Regions from separate parts of the Hordeum vulgare genome. Here region 1 is linked to region 2. The links are chromatin contacts, called in public Hi-C maps. All regions are on one chromosome and are shown on one strand. The core of a region is the stretch at or near the end of the contact, and the rest is flanking DNA. Distances in the headings are between cores, read along the strand shown.

Evidence for each region. A called contact is a pair of places that touch in the nucleus more often than the background predicts.
Region 1: a contact with region 2 is called in a Hi-C map of seedling, with 2.2 times the contacts expected there. The contact joins the promoter of LOC123404307 here to the promoter of LOC123405092 in region 2. A contact is called at or near these places in 2 of 6 Hi-C or Micro-C datasets (leaf and seedling).

The regions. Positions count from the first base shown.
Region 1 is chr6H:406,973,544-406,978,220 of MorexV3_pseudomolecules_assembly, reverse strand. It overlaps LOC123404307 (phospholipase A1-Ibeta2, chloroplastic-like), which reads right to left and starts at 3,351. Exons shown (of 1, transcript XM_045098234.1): 1 at 1,297-3,351. The coding sequence starts at 3,124. The coding sequence ends at 1,514.
Region 2 is chr6H:406,153,095-406,157,654 of MorexV3_pseudomolecules_assembly, reverse strand. It overlaps LOC123405092 (putrescine hydroxycinnamoyltransferase 3-like), which reads left to right and starts at 3,117. Exons shown (of 2, transcript XM_045098930.1): 1 at 3,117-3,785. The coding sequence starts at 3,339.

The sequences.
Region 1 (4,677 bases), core at 2,102-4,601, 820 kb before region 2:
AGGTAGGGAAGTTGCATCCATGATGAGCATAGATCTCCGGCAAGCACGGACAAGCGGGGGAGCTGCATGACGAATGCAGATCTCCGGCGAGCGCGGGCAGCCGGCAAGCGCGGGCAACCGGCAAGCATAGAGATCTCCAGGAAGTGCACGCAGTCGTTGAGTACAGAAATTTTAGCACGGATCTTCGACAGAAAACGATGAGAAAGGAGACCCTAGAAAAAAAAAGTCTGTGCGGTTTAATCACACGGTTAAAAACGCTCGTATGGTACGGATGCTCGGCGGCCGGCCGCAACTTTGGGCCGGCGCGCCGGCGCCCTGTTTTATTTTTCTTACAGGGTGCTTGGATCCAAGGGACAAAAACTAGTCTGACTAAAACTGGTCTTTTTAAGAGGCTAAAGTTCCAAGCATCCCTGACTAAATAGAGGCTAAAACTAGTGTTGAGGCTAAAATCTTTTAGTCAGGGGTATCCCTACTAAAATGTGCATTAGTCCTCTCTCTCTCTTCATTTAACTTCTCAGGCAAGTTCTGGATTAGAGGGTTTGGAGGATAATAAATGCTCATCAACTTGATTTTAATTTATTTAGTATTTGGATCCAAGCATAGGTGAGGTTAGCAAGTTTTAGTTTCATTATTTTTAGTCATGGGACTAAAAACGTATGAAGCATCCTCTTAGATGATGCGTGGATAGTGTATCGTTCGCAGAACGTGCAAAATTTCGTGCTATCATATCTTCGTCAGCATTTTCTAGTTTAACCATAGCAGCCACTTATTTTGTCATTCATGCTCCGGTGCACGTATTAATTTACTGAAAAATGTCACTGCGTGATAGTACACTTCATACGTATTTTTTGCGAAGATGGTTGATTTCTGTACCACTAAAGATATATTTTTTTAACACGTGAAAAGTACGGAAAAACTACTCTAGACTGGTGGTAATAATAAAAGCTAAAAATGGAGGTTTGGGGTTGTCCACCGAAGAAAAGAAAAAGGCCGCTCTAGCTTTGGTGACTTCCACTACGAGTGTTGCAATCAGTAACAAATGAATTATTAACCATTAGAACCAGTAGTATATAATAATCTTACAGGGATCAGAACCATTCATAAGATATTCAGAATTGTGATTAAGCTGATGAGTGATGTTGATAGTAAAAAGTCGACGTTAATGTTACATGGGTTGAAAAATTCTACCCTTTGTTGGAGGGAATGGAATCGGTCTCTGTTTTAGATGCACGGAGGAAACCGGTCTCTGTCCAAGGGAAAATGGAACGAGTAGTGCAAGTGGCGAACAAAACATTGTGGTCAAAACACTCAAGCTTTCGCCTGATCAATTATGTCATGCATACATACATGATTTTCCTGTACATGCATCGAAACGAAAACGAAGACGAAAACGAAAAGATGGAAATGAGATATTTTCCTGGAACCGACGCTTTCACCTGCCGACTAACGAAAGAATTGTTTGTTGGTTGGTTTCTACTAGTACAATGCAAAACTAATTTACTGCACGACTTGGTCATGAGGGGCTGGCGACGGCGCAGTTGCCATACGCCATGCTCCGGCCGACGTCCGCCGGCGCGGCGGGGTCGACGCCGAGCTCCCGGGCGCGGTTCACGTACTCCTTCTTCACGTTCCCCTTCTGCAGCTGCAGCAGCCGTATCACGCTGCGCCGCGCGTCGTACCGGAACGGGTGCCCCGTCGCCGTGAACCCGTCGATGAGGTGCAGGTACGCCTCCAGGTCGTGCCGGCTCGCCGGGCCCACGTCGGGGCGCAGGCACGGCGAGTTCTTGCTGTCGATGCGCAGCTCCGCGCCCACGTGCTGATACTGCTCCTTGCTCAGCGGCAGCCGCGGCGCCACCCCGGGCACCTTGGTCACCATGTCGCCGGCGTTGACGATGCGGAGGACGTTGACCTTGCCGCTCTGCTTCAGCTTTTCCACGAACGCGGCGTTGCCCACCTTGGGGCCGCCGAAGGAGACCACGGCGACCGGCGGGGCGTCGGGTACGGTGGTGGCGATCTCGTCGGCCACCAGGAGCGCCAGCGCGCCGCCGAGGCTGTGCCCGACGATCGTGATGCTCAGCTCCTCGCCCTTGTACTTCTCCATGAGGCGTCTCACCTCGTCCATGACGTCCTGCGAGAGGCTATTCACCTTTTCCCCGGCCGTCTTGTAGAGGCTCCGGAATCCGCGCGCCACCTTGGGGTCCTCCGGTCCGGCCTGCTTGCCCTCGCCGGTCTCGCCGTCGAGGGGCACGAGCGAGGCGCGCAGGTTCTCGGCCCACTCGAGGCAGGTGGCCGTCCCGCGCAGCACGATGGCGATGTCCCGGCGGCCCATGCGGGCGACCTCCCGCTCGGACTCGCACACGGCGACGTAGCCGATCCAGTTGGACTGCTGCGTGAGCCACTCGGGGGTGTTGGGGCGCTTGGCCCACGGCGGCATGGAGAGCGCGGAGGTGGCGAAGAGGCTGCGCGTGGGGCGGTAGGAGCGGTCCGGGAGCATGAGGCCACGGTGCCTCGCCGCGGCGGTGGGCAGCGAGTGGAAGGCCTGGTACGCCGCCTGCACGAAGTCGCCGTAGCGGAGGAGCTCGCGGCGGAGGTCGGAGTCGAGCGGGTCGAGGAGTCCGGCCCAGCCGCCCTCCCCGTGGAGGCTGCGCCACCGGGGGCCGATGGTGCTCCTCGGGGAGGCGCGCGGGGAGTCGGCCGAGAGGAGCTGCTGCATGTGCATGAGGCTGCGCGGCGACATGTGCTCGTCCGCGGCCATGCGCGCCCGCATCCCGGGCATGGGCACGAAGAAGGATAGGTTGAGCGCGTTGAGCAGGCCGTGCCTGATGTTGAGCGGTTCCTGCTCGCTCTCCTGCTCCTGCTTGCTGCTGGGCGGCCCCGCCTGGCTCGGCGTCCTCGGCGGCTTCCCGAGCACGCGGTCAAGGTTGGCGATGTGGGTCCTCACGCCTCCGTCCGCGGCGGGCGAGGCCCCGGACCCGGCGGCGCGCAGCGCCTGCGAGCCCGGGTTGAGCGGCGACTGCTCGCGCCGCCCCGCCGCGCGCTGCGTGGAGGCGTGGTGTGGCGGGTGGTGCACGGGCGCATGCACCGCCGCGGTGGCGGTTCCGGTGACGGCCGCGGCAATTGACATCGGCTGCTCCGTAAACAGCAGGTTAGGTTATGTATGATGTAGCAGGATCAACTACCCCTACTACTCCCGATCGCAAGCCTCCGATTCCGAGCTACGACTAGTAGTAAATAAGCGAGATGAGAGACACACCATGTCTGGCTCGAGCTATATAGCGGGGAGGGGGAAGGGTCCAGACTCAAGAGCCCCGCAGGTCAATTATTAATTGTTGAGCGGGGAGCGCAGCAAAGTGGTTGGTCACAAGTTGCCATGCGCTTTGACGTCGCGATACCATGGCCACCCCAGCGTGCGACAAGGTCGCCGGTGCGGGTGCGGTGCGCTGGCCCGCGCACAGAGACTCGGCTAGAGCCCACCGCGTGCCGAGCCGAGTGCCGGCGTGTGCGTGGGGAATAGTCTATCTAATTCTACTCCGTAGTACGCCTCTCTGCATCTGCATGCGTGGCCAGCTTGCCAGCCTCCCCGAGATGCGGTGTCGATTGTACGTGTACGGAAGAGTAGTCTAATGGCGGTTAAGCGTGCGTAGTTAACCACGCGGTGCCCGGGGTTGGATTTTCGTGGATTGACCAAGACGAAGGAAGCACACCATGTCGACGTCCTCCCCAGTTGCCCGGTTCTTTTAGTATTTGTCGAGCCCTTCCCTTCCCTTCCCTCGCATGTGGTTTCCGGTCTTGGTCCAGCGGCTTCGGCTTCACACTGACACCGGTCGTCATGACCTCCTCCTCCCGGTTTGGATGCGTGCACTGTTGACCGCGGGTGCTATTAACTAGTCCGCAACAAAGCTCTGGTACGGGATTATAATGGTTTTGTTAATGAGTTAGTCAAACCTACCGTGTATATCGCTATTGTTTTCTCCGTATGGTGATCCGATCTCCTCTCTACTCCGGCGAGTGTTGATGGCGGGAGTCTTTCATGAGAAACGAGCAGGGTTCCACACCATAGCACGAGAGGCTTCGTTGACAGTCCATTTTTTTCTTGAGTAAGGACATTAACGAGTCCGCAACAACGCTCTAGTACGGGATTAGGGCATCTTCAATCAATGGCTGTAAAATAGTTGTTGGTAAACTTTGACACCTAGAATATACGATGATGTGATAATACATAAATAAAAAAAAGAAGTAAATTGTATGTAGATTAACCAACAGCTCTTGCACAAGTTACATGGTTACATAAAGAGCAATTGCATTTATTCCCTCTTCTCTTATTGGATAATTTAGATGAAACCATTGACGTAGTTGTATGATCCCTTGTTGGTTGATGACATGAACAATTTTACCAACAAGATTACATACAAACTATTGGAGATGCCCTTATAATGGTTTTGCTAATTTCTTAGTCAAACCTACCGTGTATGTTAGGAGCCCCTCCTACATGGGCCACACATGGGTCTTGTTCGTCCAGCAACCAACACGACTACAAGTAATTAAAGGAAGACGACGAGGATGGATTACTCAAGAAAAAAAAGACGACGAAGAGGGTATCCAATGGATCAACGAACCGACGACGGTGGCTATCTTCTTCCCCTTCATTTTCTCTTCTCTTATCTCTCCTCTTCTCTG
Region 2 (4,560 bases), core at 1,868-4,367:
AGAAGGTGTGGCGGTGAAGTTAACAGAGAAGTTTGAGGACATCTTGTCCAAGAAGGAGGATACATACGTCAAGTGCTCGGACATCAAGGGGGGAAAGAAGGCGGAGATATTCAAACTATTTATGGAGACGACCGAAAAGAAGCTAGCGCTTGAGGAGAAGAGGGCCATGATCGAAGAGAATAAGGCATGCTTGAAGAAAAGAAGGTGAAGATCGCCTTCGATGCGGAGGATGCCAAGATGTTGTCCTTGAAGGTGGAGTCATTGGATGCCGATGATAGTGCAAGCCGTGTACTACAAGGTGTTGCAGCGGCAGAAAGACGAGTTGGAGGCGGCAGAGGCGGAAGCTGCATACGCGGCGGCGATGACACCTTGAGCGCGGATGCCCGAATTGCCGGTCCGGAAGGGCAGAGAGACTACCAGACTGATATTATTTTGTGATCGGCCATATAGAAACTTAAGGTTTTTATCATTTATGCCACTAGTTGTGTCCCACTACACATTTTTTTCATTAATGGTTACAATGAGTCTTTGGATGCCGATGATCGTGCAAGCTGTCTGCTACAAGGTCTTGCAGCGGCAGAAAGACGAGTTGGAGGCGTCGGAGGCGAAAGCTGCATACGCGGCGGAGATGACACCTTGAGCGCGGATGCCCGGACTGCTCATTCGGCAGGGCATAAAGACGTTTATGGGGATCGAGTTAGATCCACACTTTATCGTACTCGCATAGAGGGTAGTTAACCTTTAGTCCATGTGTATTTCTGTCATTATAACATGGTAAACGAGTTTTAAGCTGACAATAATGATGTCTAATGGCTTTTTAGCAGTTAATATTCCTAGTGACAAAACTGAGTAATGGAACACAATTAGTGACATAAATGATAAAAGACCAAAAAAATAAGCATACTTACCTCATTTTGGTTGTGATCGGGCTTATGATCTGGCGCTTGTGTGATCCAAAATCGGCGTTTATTTGAATTTAAAATTCACTTAACATTAGATGGCGGTCTCCGGCATAAGTGTCCGTGGAATGGTCCCCTATTCGCGGAGGAGAGAATTTGCAGGTCAACATTGGAGATGACTTAAGAACGACAAATCAGACAAAAAATATTTTTTGCAAAAAAATTATCATACTTGCAAACTAAATTTGTGCAGATATAAATTGTCACCGAAAAAAAGTTGAATTTGCATGTCTAAAATAAGCTTCAACGAGGTGAACTTGGCTAAATCCAAAGGTAAACCCTTCGTGTCTACACGCCGGCCGAAGGCCGGTCGCTTGGTCGCGCTAGCCGCTGGCGGGTGGGACCCTGCATTAACTTCTTTGACGCGGTCCACTTCCTTTCCGTGGATGGCCGACCAACGCGGGTGGTCGAGGAAGACATACGTGACTGTTGGGGCGACGAGCGCTGCTGTCGGGGGCAATTGGGTTGACGAGAGCGAGCGACGCTATGGCCGGAAAGTGCGGCAAGGACACATCAGCGCTGCTTCTAAAAAAAGTTGTTGCCACGGATTTTGCTACATGCTTTAACCGGCATTGCATTTTGCTAGAATCTGTATCAAATTTTTCTACAAGTGACATCACATTTTGCTACATCACACAACCCACGTTGCGGTTTTGCTACAACTAGCATATTTTCTGGGAAACATTCTTTTTCATCCGACTGATCTACGCGATGCGTAAGCCGGCTCGTGCGATTGACACGCGTCCCATGGCTTGGGCCCATGCACCGCTATCCCTCTTCCTTATCTACGCAGCGAACCGCACAGCCACTCGCATTTTTCTCCTCGTCTATATCCTTCGTCTTCCTCCTCCGATTTTTTCTCTATCCTTTGCCCCCACTTCCTCTACTCCTGTCCGCTGCTCGAAAACAAAGGGACGGTCACCGCTCCCCGCAATGAATGCATGGGGCAACAATTGTCACTAGAGGATGCAGCGCTCGGCGGCGGCTTGTCGAGCTGCGACTGCGGCTCATGGCGTTGCAATAGAGTGCTCGTTGCAGACTCCCAGCGCTGCAATGGAGCGCCCGATGGCTCCTAGCGACTCCCTGCACTGCAATGGAGCTCCCAGCGTGGCAATGGAGTAGCCACTAGCAACTCCCAGCGTTGCAATGGAGCGCTCCCGGTGACTCCCTGCGCTGCAAATGGAGCTAGCAATCGGCAGAGGCCGGTGGCGCTGCGACGGAGCTCACAACGCTGCAATGGAGTGGTTGCCGGCAACTCCCGGTGTTGCAATGGAGCTGCCGTCGTTGCAATGAAGCTTTGTCGACGCATCGCCGGGTCGTTAGGCTGCAATGAAGCTCCATCGGTGCTGCAATGGAGCTTCACTGGTCTCGGCGGTGCTCGGTTGTAGGCTTCGTCTCGCTGCTGGTGTTGCTAAGGAGCTTCGTGGAGGCTTAATGTTGCCATGGACAACACATGCAGCTTCTGGTGCAGCTCCATATCGGATGTTCACCAACGCCAGGTCGAACGGCTGGCTAGGCGGATGATTTCCTCGAAAAATCATCCGCCCTTATCCGTAGCAGACATCATATTTTTTTGCTGCAACCGACATTAAATTTTGCTACATCATCATAACTGAGTTGTGACCCACGATGAAAAATTACTACAACCATTGTATTATTTTGTTACATCCCGCATTCTTTTTTGTTGAAACCAACACTACCATGAGACTGTCACATGAAGCCATCGAAGTCGCTACCATGAGGCCATCTCCGCCCGAGCTACGACCATATTCACCGGAGCGATGACCGCCACCGTCGGAGCTATGAGCTACAAGTGTTGCCTCGCGGAGCTGCAACCGCGGGGTGCACCTGTTGCATGGGTGAGCGAGCGACGAGGACAGCCGACGAGGATCGTGATCGATGACGAGGCCGGCCGGTGAGGGCCGCGACTGTCGACCGGCGACGAGGACGGTCGATGAAGACCGCGATCAACAAAGGCGATGTTCATATATAAAGCACGAGCGCCATACGAGATCGACAAGATTTAGAAGGAGGACGTACTTCGTTCAAACATAGGAAGAGGAAGAAGGCGTAGTGGATCGGACGGCTACAGTCCATATGGCTGCTGCCGACCGGCCCAAATTTAGGCGCGCCTAGTACTGCCCAAATCCAAACACACCGTGGATGTGCTTGCCCTAGCATGCTGATACGCATTGCCATCCTCACCCGTAGCATTTAATTGGAAAAATTCAGTTGTACTTGCACCATCGGAAGGCAAAGCCCATATAAATACGGGACCTCCTCTGTGCCAGACATCCACCAAGTAGTACAGCAAGTGTACCGTCGACGAGCCGTGAACCCACTACCATCGAGGCGCACGCAGCCGACCGAGCTCCAAGAATGGCAGCCACTCCGGCGTCACCACAGGTGCACATCGAGTCCGTGCAGACGGGCTTGCCGACCCGCCTCGTCGAGCCCGACAGGACGCGCGTCATAGCCGTGGCCGCGCCGCCGCTCCCGGCGACCGCGCTGCAGCGGCGCCTCCGCGCGGTTTTCTACTACCGCGGCGACGACGCGCCGCTGGAGGAAGGCATATGGGTAAAGGAGTCGCTGGGCGAGGTGCTGTGCTTCTTCCCGGAGATGGCGGGCAGGCTCCGGCGGCACGCCGACGGGTCGTGGGAGGTGAAGCTGAACGACGCCGGGGTGAGGTTCCAGCAGGCAACTGTGGAGGTGACCATGGAGGATTTCCTGGCGGACAAGGAGCGGCCGCGTAAGGAGGCAGCGCTGGCGCCGTGGGTGGACGTGAGCGCCGAGGATCCTGATATGTGCTCGCTCCTCTTCATGCAGGTATATGCACGCACCAGCTTCTGATTTTTTCTCAACAAATGGCTATTTTTCGAACTGTTAGATCAACGTCTAACCATTATTGTTCTCGTATACCGTATGATTTACAAAAATAGACACAAACATCTTGCTAAATTTGCACAGGTCATATGGATTGATAAAAAAACTTTTAGTACTGAGAATTACAAAAATATTTATGATGAAAGGTATTATCAAAAATAAAAGTTAGGCCACAGAAACAAGTTGGGTATAATCCAGGACCAGGGGTTTTACGGGTTGAATGCTAACATACACATGACAAACATAAAGAAAAGAGATACAAGTCACTCACAGTGACAGTCCGGTAACTCGTTTACCGGCGTATACGTAAGAGTGCCCGTGTTTCTTTAACCTAGACCAACCAAGAACTCACCAACACAGTCGAGAATCCTTCCCTCCTTGCCCAGTATAGCGACGTGACACTGGTATAGTCCGTGAGCTCCCCCTGCCAGACAGAAATGACACCCATTTTATTTTACCCACCTTTAATCTGAGGCTGCTCATAATGAGGAGTAACATATATTAATATCATGCATATGTTACTATTGTATGATACTACCTTCATAGTGCATAGTATCATAGCATTTATTGACATGCATGATACATAGTAGCATAACATTTAATATGGTACGGTATCTACCTATGTTACTATAATCCTTTTTTTTAATTACTTACCACATCACCATGTTTGCTAGTCCTAAAACTATGTTATTAGCTATGATACCCACCACTCTCCTCT